Linked DNA regions of Anas platyrhynchos: region 1 is linked to region 2. A link is a contact called in public Hi-C data. All regions are on one chromosome and are shown on one strand. Each heading gives the region's core, a stretch centred on a gene start, on an enhancer-like site or on the middle of the called end of the contact. The rest is flanking DNA. Distances are from core to core; before and after follow the strand shown.

Region 1 (7,444 bases), core at 741-3,240, 63 kb before region 2:
GTAGGCCCACACATCCCTACATTTAAATCTAATTAAATGCAAAGGAAATCAAAACCCCAAAAAAACTTGTTACATATTCACATCAACTGCAGCACAAAAAAATAATTATTGAAATCAGAGAAGAAAACGAAAGTTTGCTTTCTAGCAATAACTAGTGCATTGAAATTTGAATGTTCTGTTCTTCAGTGCAAACGTAACACTACGTCTCCTTTCCATCTTTTTCATTTAGAAGTGTGAAGGATGCCCATATTGATTCACTCCTTGTTGTGGCTGGTTACCTGGTTGACAAAGTAAAGGGAAGTGTTTGTGCCTCACGACTGTACTCTACAAAAATACAGAAAAACACCTATATTTCACATAGCAATAGCAAGTAATAGTCAACACATTCCCTTATATACCTGTCTAATGCACGCACGATTTGCTAATTTCCTCAGGGACTTTGCCAGCAGTATGGCTATGGAAGTGAGGGGACAAAACGGGCAGCAGATCGTGAAGGGGCCACCAGTCCTGCAGGTGCCTCCAGAGACCAACAGAAGTGCAGGGGATGTGCAAGCACCAGAATTGTGCTACTACATTGCAGCTGGGGTCTGTAACCTGCTGTTAAATGACTTACACGCATGCATGGCAGGACTTAAACAGGCAGACTGTCTCCAGAAAAGTAATTCCATGCCCCGGTACAGACACACACACGTGTATGCACAGACTCCTACTTACTAGAGAGCTGCTTCTGGAGTTGCCTGACCAGTGCCGCCGTCTGTTGCTGCTGCTGTGTCTGTTGTAAGCCTTGCCGTGGAAACTGCTGAAGTAATCAGAAAGATGGAAGAAAGGAGCATAGCGTAAGTGGCACGTCAAGTAACAGCAAAAAGTGTTCAACTTGTGCCTTAACACGTTACAGAAGTGCAGCCGTGAACAGTCACGGTGCTGGCGGACACAGCTCTGTGTGTCCCCAGCACAAGGATGTCTGGGGGTCAGCCCCCCACCTTCTCCAGCAGGGCTGTGATAGGCATCAAACACGGCACTGAGTGAGCAGAAAACCCTCCTCAGCAGCTGCCCCAGTGCCCTCCTGAGAGCTGCACTGCCGAGCTCCTGGCAGGGCTGGCACAGGAGCACCACTGCTGGCACTGCAGGTCACTGGGACACCACGACCCATCCCATCCACCTCCAGGCTGACACCACCAGGAGAAGATCCCAGCATTTCTTCAAAACTACTTTCTTCTCTGGGTCTTTTAAAAAATTCCTGCCTTGCTCCTCTGCCAGCACTCACAGAACCGCGTGGCGATGAGGCTGAGCAGCGGCAGAGAAGTGCTGGGGAGGTGGCAGCGAACAGGAGGCAGCCCCAAAGCTGCTGCTGCCCGGGAAGAGCAAATGCTTCACAGGAGGCAGTAACACAGATGCTCATGTCCTGATCTTACAGCAGCTGCTCCAGCCGGGCCTTGTAGTGAGGAGCTATTTCAGTCACCTAACCCAGGAGGAAACACGAGCATGCGAGCTGCTGACAGCGCAGGTAGAGGCCAGCAGAAGAAAGGCAGACCTGCCTTCGATGCAGATCCTGACCAAATTTTAACGGCACAGTAAGGACACGTGGAGCACACTTAAAACTTACAAAATGTTTGTTTTCATTCCCTGAAATTTTACACTTTTCCAATGATGTTGTAGGTATCACGTGTGTCCAGTCTCTGTTACAAAAAGCTCATCTTTTCCAGCTCTGGAGAGGCCAGTATTCATCCCACAAGTCACTTTAAGCAGCTTTACTGTCTGCTTTGTTCAAAGCTAAGGCAAATCAAAACTGCTAATCAAAATTAACAGCCTTGTGGGCATTTTTAAACACTTGCAAGTATTTTAAGTGTAATGCTCAAAAGAAACTTAAGCTTCCAAAAAAACGTTTCTCCCAGGTCAGTGGCACTTCAGATAACAGGAGGGATAAGCACAAGGCAGAGGTTGTTTGGTCCGCTGCAGGGCTGTAGCTGCGTGCCTGATTCTTGGCTCCAGAGGAATGGGAACTGCTTGGTGCCCGCCCAGCTGAGCACGCTCATCCGCGGAGCAAACCGCTCATCGCTCTGACCCTGACCTGAAACCCACAGGGATCAAGGCAAAGCCCTCACAGCATGTGCCACTAAGCACAGTGGAATTAGACACAAAAAGCATCCAAAGAAATCTGCTGTTAATGAAGTAAATCATGACTTCGATCGCTTCAAAAGCACCCTTGGTGTAAACGCACCGACTTTCACCAATTTGCACACTATCTGTATCTACATCAAAGCAGAATTTAATCTCTAATTGGTCTGTCTGACAGCCTGCATTATTCCCTAGCTAGACAACAGTCTATTTTTCATGTAAGCCTAGGTAGGAAAAGAAGCACCACTTTGTTTTTAACACCTCTACCTGCCGTTCAGGAGAAAATCATTCTGTTTTACTAACTTACTGATCAGACAGACAGGTGTCACAGTACTGAGTTATGATGGACAGATCTGGCACAGACCATCTGAAGCAAAGGTACGGTTAGGATGGATACCTCTGGTGCAAAAGCTTTGCATACACAAGAGGCATTTATTCCCTCTGAAAACCCACGTGTCACCTCTAGGAAAGAGATATCTGTGTAACAGTTACCTTCAGGCTCTCCAAGGACAGAAAGCCAAAGGCAAGGCCCTCACACTTCCATACTCCAGGGAGGAAAATCGTGATGAATGAGATGCTGCTATGCTAGTGCTGAAAACAAACCAGCACCATTTATTGTATTACTTATCTTCAGGGCCTCTAAGCTCTTCTCTCGGTCCATTCCCACATCCTGTAACTTTCCTTCTCATTGGATATGGTGGAAGGACACCGCTTCTAATTAAGTAGCGGGTTTTGTTTGTTTTTAAATACGGCATCCACAGATTCTGCATAATAACATATCCAACCACGTTGAAAAACTGATGTACTGAATAAAAATATTTGATACTCTTGTCCATCACATGCCCTAAAGAATACACCCGTGCTTTGTTTCAGTGAAACTTCCTGGTTACTGAAGGGACTTTTCAGTGTTTTAGTAAGACTTCAACTTCTTTTCCCTTTCTGAAACCAAATCCTTTACTTAAAATACATTGTGTAATCTTCTGGCAAACAGTTCTTAGTAAATGCTGAGGTCAGTCAAAAGCATTAACTGTACCAGGGCTTCTCAGGGACGTGAAACCAGCAAAAAGCATCCTGCTGTGCTAAGTGTTGGAAAAGCCAGCCAGCAGCCAGGCAGGTGCTCTGTCTCCACGACAGACAGCCTTTCACATGCAGTTTGTTCAAGATAAAAAAGCTATTAGGAAAAACTCAAAAACGGATGTAAATAATCCTTCAATAGCTATCAGATAAACATCCTTCATTTATCCTTACTCCTGCACCTACATGCTGCCTTCCAGTTTCTCCGTAAGATTGTATTGATTGATGCTTGTAAACTCAGCAGTTAGCAATTCCAATTTTTCCATTTTTCTAGAACAACCTTTTTCTAATTATCCTCAACTACCTTAAATGCATCTGAAAAAAATGACAAAGTACAGAAAACATGGACAGCAGCACTGCAAATTCAGTGTAAGCATCCATAGAAGTTATTTGGTAGCGATAGTGATTTAGCAAAATCATACAAAAAACTATGAAAGGCTCCAGTTCAGCCTAAAGGAATGTCTTAAAAATAAGTTTGTTTGTACAATTGCCTTCATGCAGCTCTCTTATATGACTAAGCATTTAATTTAAAAGGACCTTCAAACAATATAACCCTTTATTTTTCTCCCCCCAAAAATGTTAGCATTACAACCTAAATATCAAAGGCCTGAAGTCACCGACAGCCATTGTGAACTGAATTAAGGCAGGGGCAGGAGCCTGGCGGCAGTGGAGCAGCCGCGATCCGCAGCCAACACCAGAGGGAGTGCGGATGCTCACACAAACACAGCACAAGCCTGGCAACACAGGACAATGCTGACAACCAGCACCGTATGTTTCACAGTGAATGTTTTTCGTAGCGTTACAGCAAAAACTTCTCCCACAAATAGCCTCACGTTATCCTGTGTTCACCTTAAAAGCCTTCAATACAAAGACATAAAAATCCACCCATTTACAGGCATCAGCAGCAACTGTGTATTTCTCATCAAGCTATTAGCTAGCAAGGGCTATTCATTATTACTTTTTTTTTTTTTTTTTAACTATGATAACGCTTGTAAAAACACATAGCACAATAATTATAAATGAAAAAAAAAATCCTGCAGAAGTAAGATGTTAATTCACCTTATCTTGCTGCTGTGGGACAACTAAGTCCTTACACTTCCAGAGGAAAAGATCCCTGACTTTTCAGTGAGTCTTACAGTACTTGGTTCTGTACCAGATTTTAAAAATAATCATTTATTTATGCCTTAATAGTAGGGGTGAGGATGATTTCACAACCTCTCATTTTTTTCCCTCTTTGAACTCGCACACAGACCTAAGGCAGCTAGTCTCATCAGGCTTGTTTTACTGGTGATGGAAAAGAGATGTACCGAATTAGAAAAGCACCAGTACTCATTTCGTAACTGCATCCCCAAGCACTTCTCTAAAGAACTGCTATGGGTAGTTATTTTATTGCTTGGGATCTCAACCATTAGCTCTCGTTCAATATTGTTAGCGTAATTTCAAAAAGATGCATTGGAATGAAGCGTTTGAACCGCTCCCCCTTCCCAACACACACACATCCTTTTTTCAGCAGAACACCTGGCCATAGCTGGCCCAGCTGTGGTAACGGTTCTGACTGCACGGCTGCGTGAAGCACAGAAGGGCAGGGGGCAGCTGCACACTGCAGCCCTGGAAGGAGCACCTCTGAAAAGCAGCCACCCAGCCATGCTGCAGGGGCTGAGCAGGGCAGTGCACAAGCCCCCTGCCCACGGCCTGTGCTGAAAGCTGCCCGGGACAGGCGAGGTGCAGGTCCCAGCTGCCTGTCCCGCTGCCCGTCACAGAAGCGACAAAGCCCACCCTGTGCTACGCCTGCCCCCAGCCTCACGTTTGCTTACCAAGGGCTGCTGCGGCTGCACGGGCTGGAGACCGAGCGTCTGTGGCTGCTGCTGGCCCTGCTGCTGCCCCTGCTGCAACTGGAAGAAGGAGGGTGTTGAAACGAGGGTGCTGCTGCTCGCACACTGCCTCAGGGAACCACCACGAGCCCAGCCAGATGGCTTTCTGTGACTGCTTCACAGGCTGGGATCTGGCCTTGCTTACAGCACTGGTCACTGGAGGCCCCATGTGGGAGATGAACCTCACAGCGCTCCAGTTCTGTTCATCTTCTGCCACAGCAAGGCTCACGAGGCCATTTTTAATATACAAAATATATAAATAGCTGGTATATTTTGTTTATTATGTCAAAAAAATCTAGACAAAATGCCTTATCATTTGACAAGAGCTGGCACAGATAGCTATTGCATTAAAATGAGAATATGAAAATAATTCCAACCATCAAAGGGCACGGGAAGAATTTTTAATATAATTTACTTCCCCTGGGAAAAGCCTTACATACTTAGCTGATAAACCAATGCTTCCCTCCAAACTAAAAATATATCATCAAATCAGAATAAAGATAATAGAACAAACAGGTCTATTTAATTTAATTATCAATTTAATTTCAGTATATAAGGCCCAAGAGGGTAGATAGAGCATAACCACTGCTTTTGTCCCAGTTCATTCAGCTAGGCTATTCTCAAATTTACCTTTTCCAAAAGCGTTCTACTATCCTGAAAAACTGAAGTACTGATTTTCACACGTATGCCTAGAGGTCTCTTTTGGAAGTCCCAGATATAAGCAATAAATTACTGCACTCAAGTGAAACCAGTTGGGATTAACAGCAGCCAGCTCCTCTACTTTAAACTTGAATGCACAAGTGAGGCAGTAACTCCATCCCCTGCTACAGTGATGTTTACATTCCCTGCAATGAAGCAACCCTTGCCTTTGGAGCAGTTGGGTCTCTCACCTGGAAGAGTCTCTGCTGTCGAATCTGCTGCTGCCTCTGTCGCATTTGCTCCTGAGGCAGCTGTGCCGAGTTCAGGTTTGGATGAGGACCTGTGGTTGATGCACTGTCCAGTCCCCCTCCTATCAATGAATTTGGCTGCAAAGGCTGATGGCTCAATCTGGTTGAAAAATAATAACATAAAAAAGGAATTGTACTCCATTTGTAAACAGCAAAAAGTTAGTCTAGGAGTACTCAACTACAAGGTACAACATCAGACTTCTACAGATTTTGAAGATGTTAAGTTTTACAGGAAGAATATTTTTCCAAATATAAATGCTATGAAATATATCCCATAAGAGAAGCTGTACCATCCTATTGCCTGGCAACTGATATAGGTAATAATTTGACTTCTGCTTTTCTATGTTTCAAGCAAGACTTCCATATAAGCACTAAAGTGTTCTGGCCAAAACATCTCTTAGGTGCATTTCCATGAACTTAAAACTGATTATTAGGCTTCTTAATTTCTAAAATAATGAAAATAAAAAAGAAAAAAAATCAAGAAATGCTATCTTAGAACATTATAGTAAAAAAAAAAAAAAAAATCTCCAATTCAAGACTTTCACTGGAAACTCTAGTTTTCCACTCAGGATACTCTTTAACAATCCTGCTTGCAGATGTTGTTCCTGCTTCATTTGCTTTCTGTTTCATTACATTTCTTTACCACTGTATTTTTCCTGTTTCTTATAGGCTATGACTCAGATTTATTTTCAAACTCAAGTCAATTTAGTGTATTCAGGCTGAACTGAAATTCATTTGTCTATTGCTAGTTAAACTACCAAATTGGTCTTGTGTTTTCTTGACTACAGAACCTGAAATATTTATTAATGTTTGACACTGCACACTTATTTGCATAATACGGATACAGCTTATAGAATAGGGAGAGGGGAGCAGGAAATAGGACCCAACAGTCACCTTTAAATTAAATTTTATGCTCTACAAACACACAGGATACAACTGGGCTACAACCTGTGCCAAGACCAAGTAGGGGGAAACGAGAGAAAGGCAAATTTATTGCTAGTTAGACCCAGCATTAGCTTCATTTTGATTAACTTTAAGCAAAACTTTAGACCTCTAAATCCAAGTTGCCATTAAAATCTTGCAATGTCACCAGCTACGAGAACAGCAGGACCTCACCGCTGAGTGCCTGCCAAAGGCTGGATGTATGCAGCAGCCTGCTGCTGGATGTATCCACTCGGCTGCTGCTGCATCTGCCTCAGCCTCTCCATCAGCGCGGGGCCGGAGTGAGCCGCTGTGTACGCCCGGGGGTTGTAGCTGGGGGAGAGCACCACGCCGCCAGGCTGCTGCTGCTGCAAAGGCATCTGTGTGCTGTACATTGTGTATCCATGAGGCATGCTCTGCGTGGGAAACAGACAAGAAAGAGACTTCACTGTGTAACTTAACCCTATTTAAATTAGCTTCATTATAAAAGAAAGAGATGGCTTTTATCAAGGAACT
Region 2 (7,186 bases), core at 3,975-6,474:
AACCAGCAGCAACGGGTGGGAGAGACCTCCTTTTACAAGGAGTCGCAGCTCAGCTTTGCACAGCGGAGTTCAGAAGGGCCTCCTCTCCTCTCCTCTCCTCTTCAGCCACATGAGTGCTGGGGAAAGCCAGCCCAGGCACCTGCGGTAAGACTGCAGCAGGAAACTCAAGGCATGAAATACTTATTAAAATTCTGGAACCAAGAGAAAACGTGCCTGATATACACCAGTGGCTACTGATCACCACACTGCTGTGAGAGACCAAGCTGCCAGAGACACAAACCCAGGCGCTGCCAAGAAGGCACCAGAGGAAGTGAGCAGAGTCCCACATTTCAGCTGTCTTAACCCTTCCCAACATTTAATACCCCAGTACCTTCTTTAAACCAAACAACCCAGGCAGTGCATTACCAAAAGCAGGCTTCCACAGACTTACAGGCCTGTCAGTCTCACGTCAGTGCCTGGTAAAATCATGGAGAAGATGGTTCTCGAACGTATTGAGGCGCACCTGGGGGACAAAGCAGTCATTGGTCCCAGCCAGCATGGGTTTGTGAAGGGTAGGTCCTGCCTAACTAACCTGATTTCCTTTTATGATAAGATCACCCGTATGGTGGACCAAGGGAAACCAGCTGATGTGATTTTTTTGGACTTCAGCAAGGCTTTTGACACGGTTTCCCATAGGATCCTACTGGACAAAATGTCCACCATACAGCTAAATAAAAACATCATACGATGGGTGAGCAATTGGCTAACGGGCAGGGCCCAAAGGGTTATGGTGAATGGGGCTGCGTCAGGCTGGCGGGCGGTCACCAGTGGGGTCCCTCAAGGCTCCATTTTAGGGCCGGTACTTTTCAATATTTTTATAAACGATCTGGATGTAGGAATAGAAGGCATTTTGAGCAAGTTTGCTGATGACACCAAACTTGGAGGAGTTGTGGACTCAAATGAGGGTGGAAAGGCCTTGCAGAGGGATCTGGATAGGTTGGAGAGCTGGGCGATCGCCAACCGCATGAAGTTCAATAAGAGCAAGTGCCGGGTCCTGCACCTGGGACGGGGAAACCCTGGCTGCACGTACAGACTGGGCGATGAGACGCTGGAGAGCAGCCTAGAAGAGAGGGATCTGGGGGTCGTGGTAGACAGCAAGTTGAATATGAGCCGGCAGTGTGCCCTGGCAGCCAGGAGGGCCAACCGTGTCCTGGGGTGCATCAAGCACGGCATCGCTAGTAGGTCGAGGGAGGTGATTGTCCCGCTCTACTCTGCGCTGGTGCGGCCTCACCTCGAGTACTGTGTGCAGTTCTGGGCACCACAGTATAAAAAGGACATGAAACTGTTGGAGAGTGTCCAGAGGAGGGCTACGAAGATGGTGAAAGGCCTGGAGGGGAAGACGTACGAGGAACGGCTGAGGGCACTGGGCCTGTTCAGCCTGGAGAAGAGGAGGCTGAGGGGAGACCTCATCGCAGTCTACAACTTCCTCGTAAGGGGGTGTCGAGAGGCAGGAGACCTTTTCTCCATTAACACCAGCGACAGGACCCGCGGGAATGGAGTTAAGCTGAGGCAGGGGAAGTTTAGGCTGGACATCAGGAAGGGGTTCTTCACAGAGAGAGTGGTTGCACACTGGAACAGGCTCCCCAGGGAAGTGGTCACTGCACCGAGCCTGACTGAATTTAAGAAGAGATTGGACTGTGCACTTAGTCACATGGTCTGAACTTGGGTAGACCTGTGCGGTGTCAAGAGTTGGACTTGATGATCCTTAAGGGTCCCTTCCAACTCAGGATATTCTATGATTCTATGATTCTATGATTCTACATCTGACCAACACCAAACCTCAAGAGATACAAGTTATCACAGTATGCTACAATTCTTGGTTTTAATGGGGAAAATGTTGCTGACACAAGGAAGTGACAACTGATCGGGAGCATTATAAATTGGCCTTGTATCACCTTCTGCGCAGCAGCGGCCTCTGCCCCTACAGGGAATGGCCGGGAGCTGGCAAAGCAGCTGGGCCAGGCGACGAAGAAAAGCTCTCTGGGTCCCACACACTGAAACCATGCCCAGGATTTGCAGTCTGTTGATTTCTGAGAATGGCAGACAGGCTGAGAGCACTTCATGAAAAATCAGGGTTGCAACAGGCTGAATTTCTCCCAGTTATACCCAAAAATCCCCACGTCCTTTTCCTTCCTTTTTGAAACACTGGTTGTGCTGCAAGTAGCTGGCATGGTTAGTCCCATGTCACAGCAATATACACCAAGGCACAGAAAAACCCAGCTGACTACAGTAAATGAGAATTTTTTGTCCTTTTGCAATGTGAATTAGAATTGCATACTAAAAAATAATAGAAATTGTTTCAATGCAAAATAAAATCCCTAAAAGTGAGGCTAGAATTACATAAAACTGATTGACATTACCTACACGCATGTACCAGCACTTTTATTTTTAACTACAAGATTTCTCACAGCATCCCCCATACACCTGAGACACAAGACAGGCGTGCAATAGCCAGAGCTACAATAGGTGAAGGTACAGTGCAATCAATCACACATCCTCATTCTTGTTTCTAGACCTGGACATCATCTTGGCTGTTTTTAAAGTTTCAAGTTTCTCAGCTCACTGTTTTTCATTGCACAAGGCCAATCACCACACTTAAAGCCTAGCCTGCAAGAAGCTGCAGCCCGAAGTCGGTCTCCACCGGGAAGAGGCAGAGGCCGCCTGCGCAGCCCGGCAGCAGCTCCCCACGCCAGCTCTGCCGCGGCGCCGAGCCGAGCAGCCGCCTGCCTGCTCCTCGGGAGGCAGCTCAAGGCCACCCAAACACCAACTGCTGAAACTTCAGCACCAGACTGCTTACCGCCTCAACTGCTGTGTTTATAAAAAACTTTTAAAAGACTGACTTCAGGATAATAAAGTGTATAGGACAAGTAAGGAACAGCCCATGGAATTAAAGGAAATTAACTGACAAAAATTTCCAGGCTGCCTGTTGTGCCAAGAACAGAGCCCACAGAAACACAAGCAGAACAGGAATAGAAGGGCTGGGGGAGAGACTTGTGAAGAGATTAAAAGAGGGAAAAGTTTAAGTTATTCTGGGAAAGTACATGTAAATGTGAACCTGCTTCTGGCCTCCCCCTTGGAAGGGAAGACTAGAAACGTGAGCTGGCAAGGGACTAAAAACTGCATCTTCCACGCAGCAAAAGAATGGCGATCCAGTTGGATGGAAAGGGGACAAAGTTTGCAGGTGACCAGACTGGGAGGACCGGCTGATACGCCAGAGGGCTGTGCTGCCACGCAGGACCAGGACAGGCTGGAGAAATGGGCTGCAAGAACCTCTTGCAGTTCAAAGGGAAATGCAAAGTCCTGCCCCTGAGGAACAGCCCCAAGCACTGGGACATGCTGGGGCACCCAGCTGGGCAGAGAATGAGCTGGTAGACAAGCTGAACCTGAGCCAGCAAAGTGCCCTTGCAGCAAAACAGGCCAAGAGCCTCCCGGGCTGTTCTGAGCAGGGACTTGGATTAGACAAGCAGTCTCCAGACCTGCTTCCCAACCTCACCTATTCTGTGACTCTGTAAAGGGGGCCCTTCTCTTACCCGAACACAAATGAAATGAGAGAAGTTAATAGAGAGGGGGAAGGGGAAAAAAAAAAAAAAAAAGATTTCTACAGCTATCAGCACAATGGTCATGGATTCCTAGGAAGGACAATTGAAAGGAAAAGCACATACAAGCTGCTGACAGGAAGGGAAAGGATGAAACTGTCTCCAGCTTCATACTCATCACTGCCATCCAGATGCTGACACGATGCGAGAGATCAGCTAAGACGTGTGGTGTGGTGAGGGAATGGATCCAAGGCAGCCAGCACAAGGACAAAGACACTAAGAGAGCCAAAAAGATGGGTTGTTTTTTTCAGGAGCTGAAAAGCAAATGCCAGACAAACAAAGGAGACTGTGACAGGGACCAGGAGAAGAGATGCACAGGCAGAGGGCAACCCAGTGGTGGTGCTGGGGGAGAGGCTGGGACTGTGCTGCTCAGCTTCAGGACTGCCACCGCAACAAGCCTTGCTCAGAGCGCAGCCAGTGGAAGCTGGATCTTGCATGGCAGAGTCTTAGCAGGGGTTCAGAGAAAGTAACTTAACAGGGCTACAGCACAGCTTCTACTATCAGCAGGCTTTGCGCAACCAGAAGCAACCATCAGCAGCATCTTCTTGACAGAAACAAAGGAAACACTCCAGGGTTAATCCTTTCCTCCTTCCTAATTAGAGGCTGCCATACTGAAAAAACATTAATTATCCCAACTCTGCCATCATGGCATTGTCTTCTTCATTTTCACATAAAAAATAATAATAATAGTAATAATTGCAACACTTAACTCCTCTGCCACCAAGAGCCATTTACCAGCTGCCCAGTGGGGTACCTTTGTTGGCAGTTCTCTCCTAAACCTTCATGTAAAGCAACCGCAGCCTGAGAAACAAATTTTAGCACTACACTTCATACAATGCTGCTTTAGAAATGGCGGTCAAAGTGGTGGCCACCAAAGAACTGATACCTAGAATCTTGTCACCCTCCCTCCCAATTTTCGAGTGTAGCAGATTAAAAATCCCAAGAGAAGCATAATTGACCTGAGTGCCCGCAAAGCTGAGCACATCTGCTTCACAAAGTTACACTGACCAAAACCAAGGAAAACGTCTCGCTCAGTATTTGAGATGTGCACCTGCACGGCTTAGAATCAGACCTTTGTTCCTCTTTGGCACAAGATTGTCCTCTGCTACAGAAACTGGCTGGGCATACGCATGGTACTTTTACCTTCATGTACAAAGGCTTAAGAAAGACTAAAACCCAAACTTGAGTAAGTGACTGCGAGTGGGAAGCTCTGCAGTTTACAAGAATAGCTGACAGAATTTTTCTCAGGGCCAACTCTTGAGCTAAGTGACCGCGGAGAAGGAAGTGCCCGCTGGCCACGTGAGGGGACGGCTGCCCCCGGAGCAGGTGTCAGCACAGTGCTGGGCACAGCCTGCCACGGGACAGCTCTGCTCCCGAACCACTCCTGTCGCTTGTCTTTTATTGGAGACCGCTGGGTAGGGCAGGACAGGCGGTCAGAACGCAGCTCTGCCACGGGCTGAAGGCAGACAGGCAGCAAGTTTCAGCACAGCTGGGCTGGGGACGGGATGTGCTGCTGTTCAGAGACCCGTGAGAGAGAAGTCTGGGATGGAGGGGGAAGTGCAAGGAGGAACCTGAAAACCAAGAAGGGGGTTTTCTATTAGATACTAAGGCAGACAAGAAACCTTCTGAGCCAAGGCACTGGTTCCTGTTTGTGGGTATGACTAAGCAGACGGCACAGTTGAAGACGGTTGTACCTTCTTATTGCCTCTTTGCAATCCAGTTGGCTAGGTGCAGCAACATTTCTGCTTTACGGAGAACCAGCAGACACAGCTGGCACGCCTCTCTGCCAGCAGGCCCCCAGGGGCACGAAACCCCAACGAGGGCTCCCTGAGGAGAGCTGCTTTCAACTCCCTCCCAGCCAGCCCACCCCGAAGCAGTCCCCAGGCTGCAGTGGCCAGCCCGTGACAGCTGGCCCAGGCAGGCAGCTGGCGGCAGCACCACTGCTCACTCAGCCCTTGGCCGGCAGGCAGCAGCAAGCAACCCAGCTCCCCATCACCAAATTAGAAACCAGCCGAGGTGGGTCCCCAGAGACCCCGGGGCTGGCCCTGCTCAGGCAGGGGCAGCTGCACCCACTGCCTGGCATCTTCCTCCACCTCTTCTCCGAGCACGCTGTGCTGGCATCTGACCGGCCTCACCGCAGAACAGTGACTCCTTAAGCTCAGCTGCAGCCTCGTGCTTCAGCCTGTGCCCGGTGCCTCCTGCCCACGCAGCGGGCAGCACCCAGCAGCGCCCAGCTCCTTGCAGCAGTGCCATGGGCAGCAGCAGCCTGCCTGGTGGGTGCCCTCGCACCACGTGAGCTCCACCAGCACTCACGCTGATGCCAGTAGCACGGCAGAAGAGAATAGCAGAGAAATACTAGAGAAGAGAAGAAATAACATTAAGGCTTGCCCAAGCGATGCAGGCAAGGAGTGGCTGGACATACCCAAGGGAGCCTGTGCACAGGCTCTGTACCTGCCACTTGCCAGCTTGCAGATGCAGTGTGCACAAGTACACTGCAGCCTGCACCAGTGTATTTTTTTCCACAAATCTTTACAATTAACTGTCAGTGATTTGGTTCTGATGGGCAACAGAAAAGAAAATAATTGCAGCCAGCCAAGTACAAATTGAATAAACTGCCCCACATTTCTAATGCTTGCTTTAATTCTGCCATTTACCAGACTTTAGGCTGACAAATGCAGACTGGCAAGGAGTGACACACCAAGAAGTTAGGTGCTTAAATAAACACAACTTAAAACTCCACAGCCCTATGAGCTAGAATATTCGTTCAAGTTCACAAAGAGAATTTTCTAATTTTTGAGAAGTTGCAAGTAAGAGATAAAGGAAGAATAATTAGATTTGAGGATACAGAATTTCTTTAAATAGTGAGGCAACTCAAAGCCTTAGTCATCAGCAAAACCATGCAGTCATTCTGTACCCGTATGACACTGAAATATGCCATTCAGCCTATTGCTTCATTTCTCATCTGAGGCTCTATCAGTCATGCATATAAACCAGTCTATCAACATTAGCAGTGGCGGATTACCTCATCTGTAAAACAGCATGTAATTAACCTGTATTTGCTGTAGCTGACAGCCTTTAGGGAAATTATAGAAAAAACAACCAACCAAATATATAAATGACAAGAAGTAATAGGTATTCTGCTTTAAAAAGCTACCTGAATAAAGGAGCAGCTTCTAAGGATCCAAGCAGAACACATTTGTATGGAAGCGTGAGGCACGACGTTGGAGAAACGCGGTTAGGATGAAACTGGTCAGAAGAAGTGTGTGAAGAACTGGACAAAGAGTTAAAAACCAACCTTATCCAGCACAGAAATAACACGTTCAAACACGTGAAAATCCCTCTATCGGAGTGCATAATCAGTGAACAATTACAAAATACCTTCTCTTCTTTGAAGAGAAGACACTCTTCACTCACCGTTCCAAGAGAACATTTTATTCTGGAGGAGGCTCAGGGGAGACCTTCTTGCTCTCTACAGTTACCTGAAAGGAGGTTGTGGGGAGCTGGGGGTCGGCCTCTTCCCACATGTAACTAGTGCTAGGACCAGAGGGAAT

What was found. A called contact is a pair of places that touch in the nucleus more often than the background predicts.
Region 1: a contact with region 2 is called in a Hi-C map of liver, with 4 times the contacts expected there. The contact joins two enhancer-like sites. A contact is called at or near these places in 3 of 8 Hi-C or Micro-C datasets (liver, skeletal muscle and subcutaneous adipose tissue).

Annotation. Positions count from the first base shown.
Region 1 is chr9:662,772-670,215 of IASCAAS_PekinDuck_T2T, reverse strand. It overlaps MED12L (mediator complex subunit 12L), which reads right to left. Exons shown (of 43, transcript XM_072042606.1): 39 at 7,124-7,344; 40 at 5,951-6,107; 41 at 5,004-5,081; 42 at 715-796; 43 at 1-278. The coding sequence ends at 226. Among named protein-coding and RNA genes, the nearest start is that of IGSF10, 21 kb to the left of the region's middle. Within about 2 kb of position 1,990, at least 2 of the 8 cell types and tissues checked have an H3K27ac peak or open chromatin away from gene starts, as enhancers often do.
Region 2 is chr9:603,254-610,439 of IASCAAS_PekinDuck_T2T, reverse strand. All of the region lies in intron 14 of MED12L (mediator complex subunit 12L), which reads right to left. The region is part of intron 1 of GPR87 (G protein-coupled receptor 87); the gene reads left to right. Among named protein-coding and RNA genes, the nearest start is that of GPR87, 5.6 kb to the left of the region's middle. Within about 2 kb of position 5,224, at least 4 of the 8 cell types and tissues checked have an H3K27ac peak or open chromatin away from gene starts, as enhancers often do.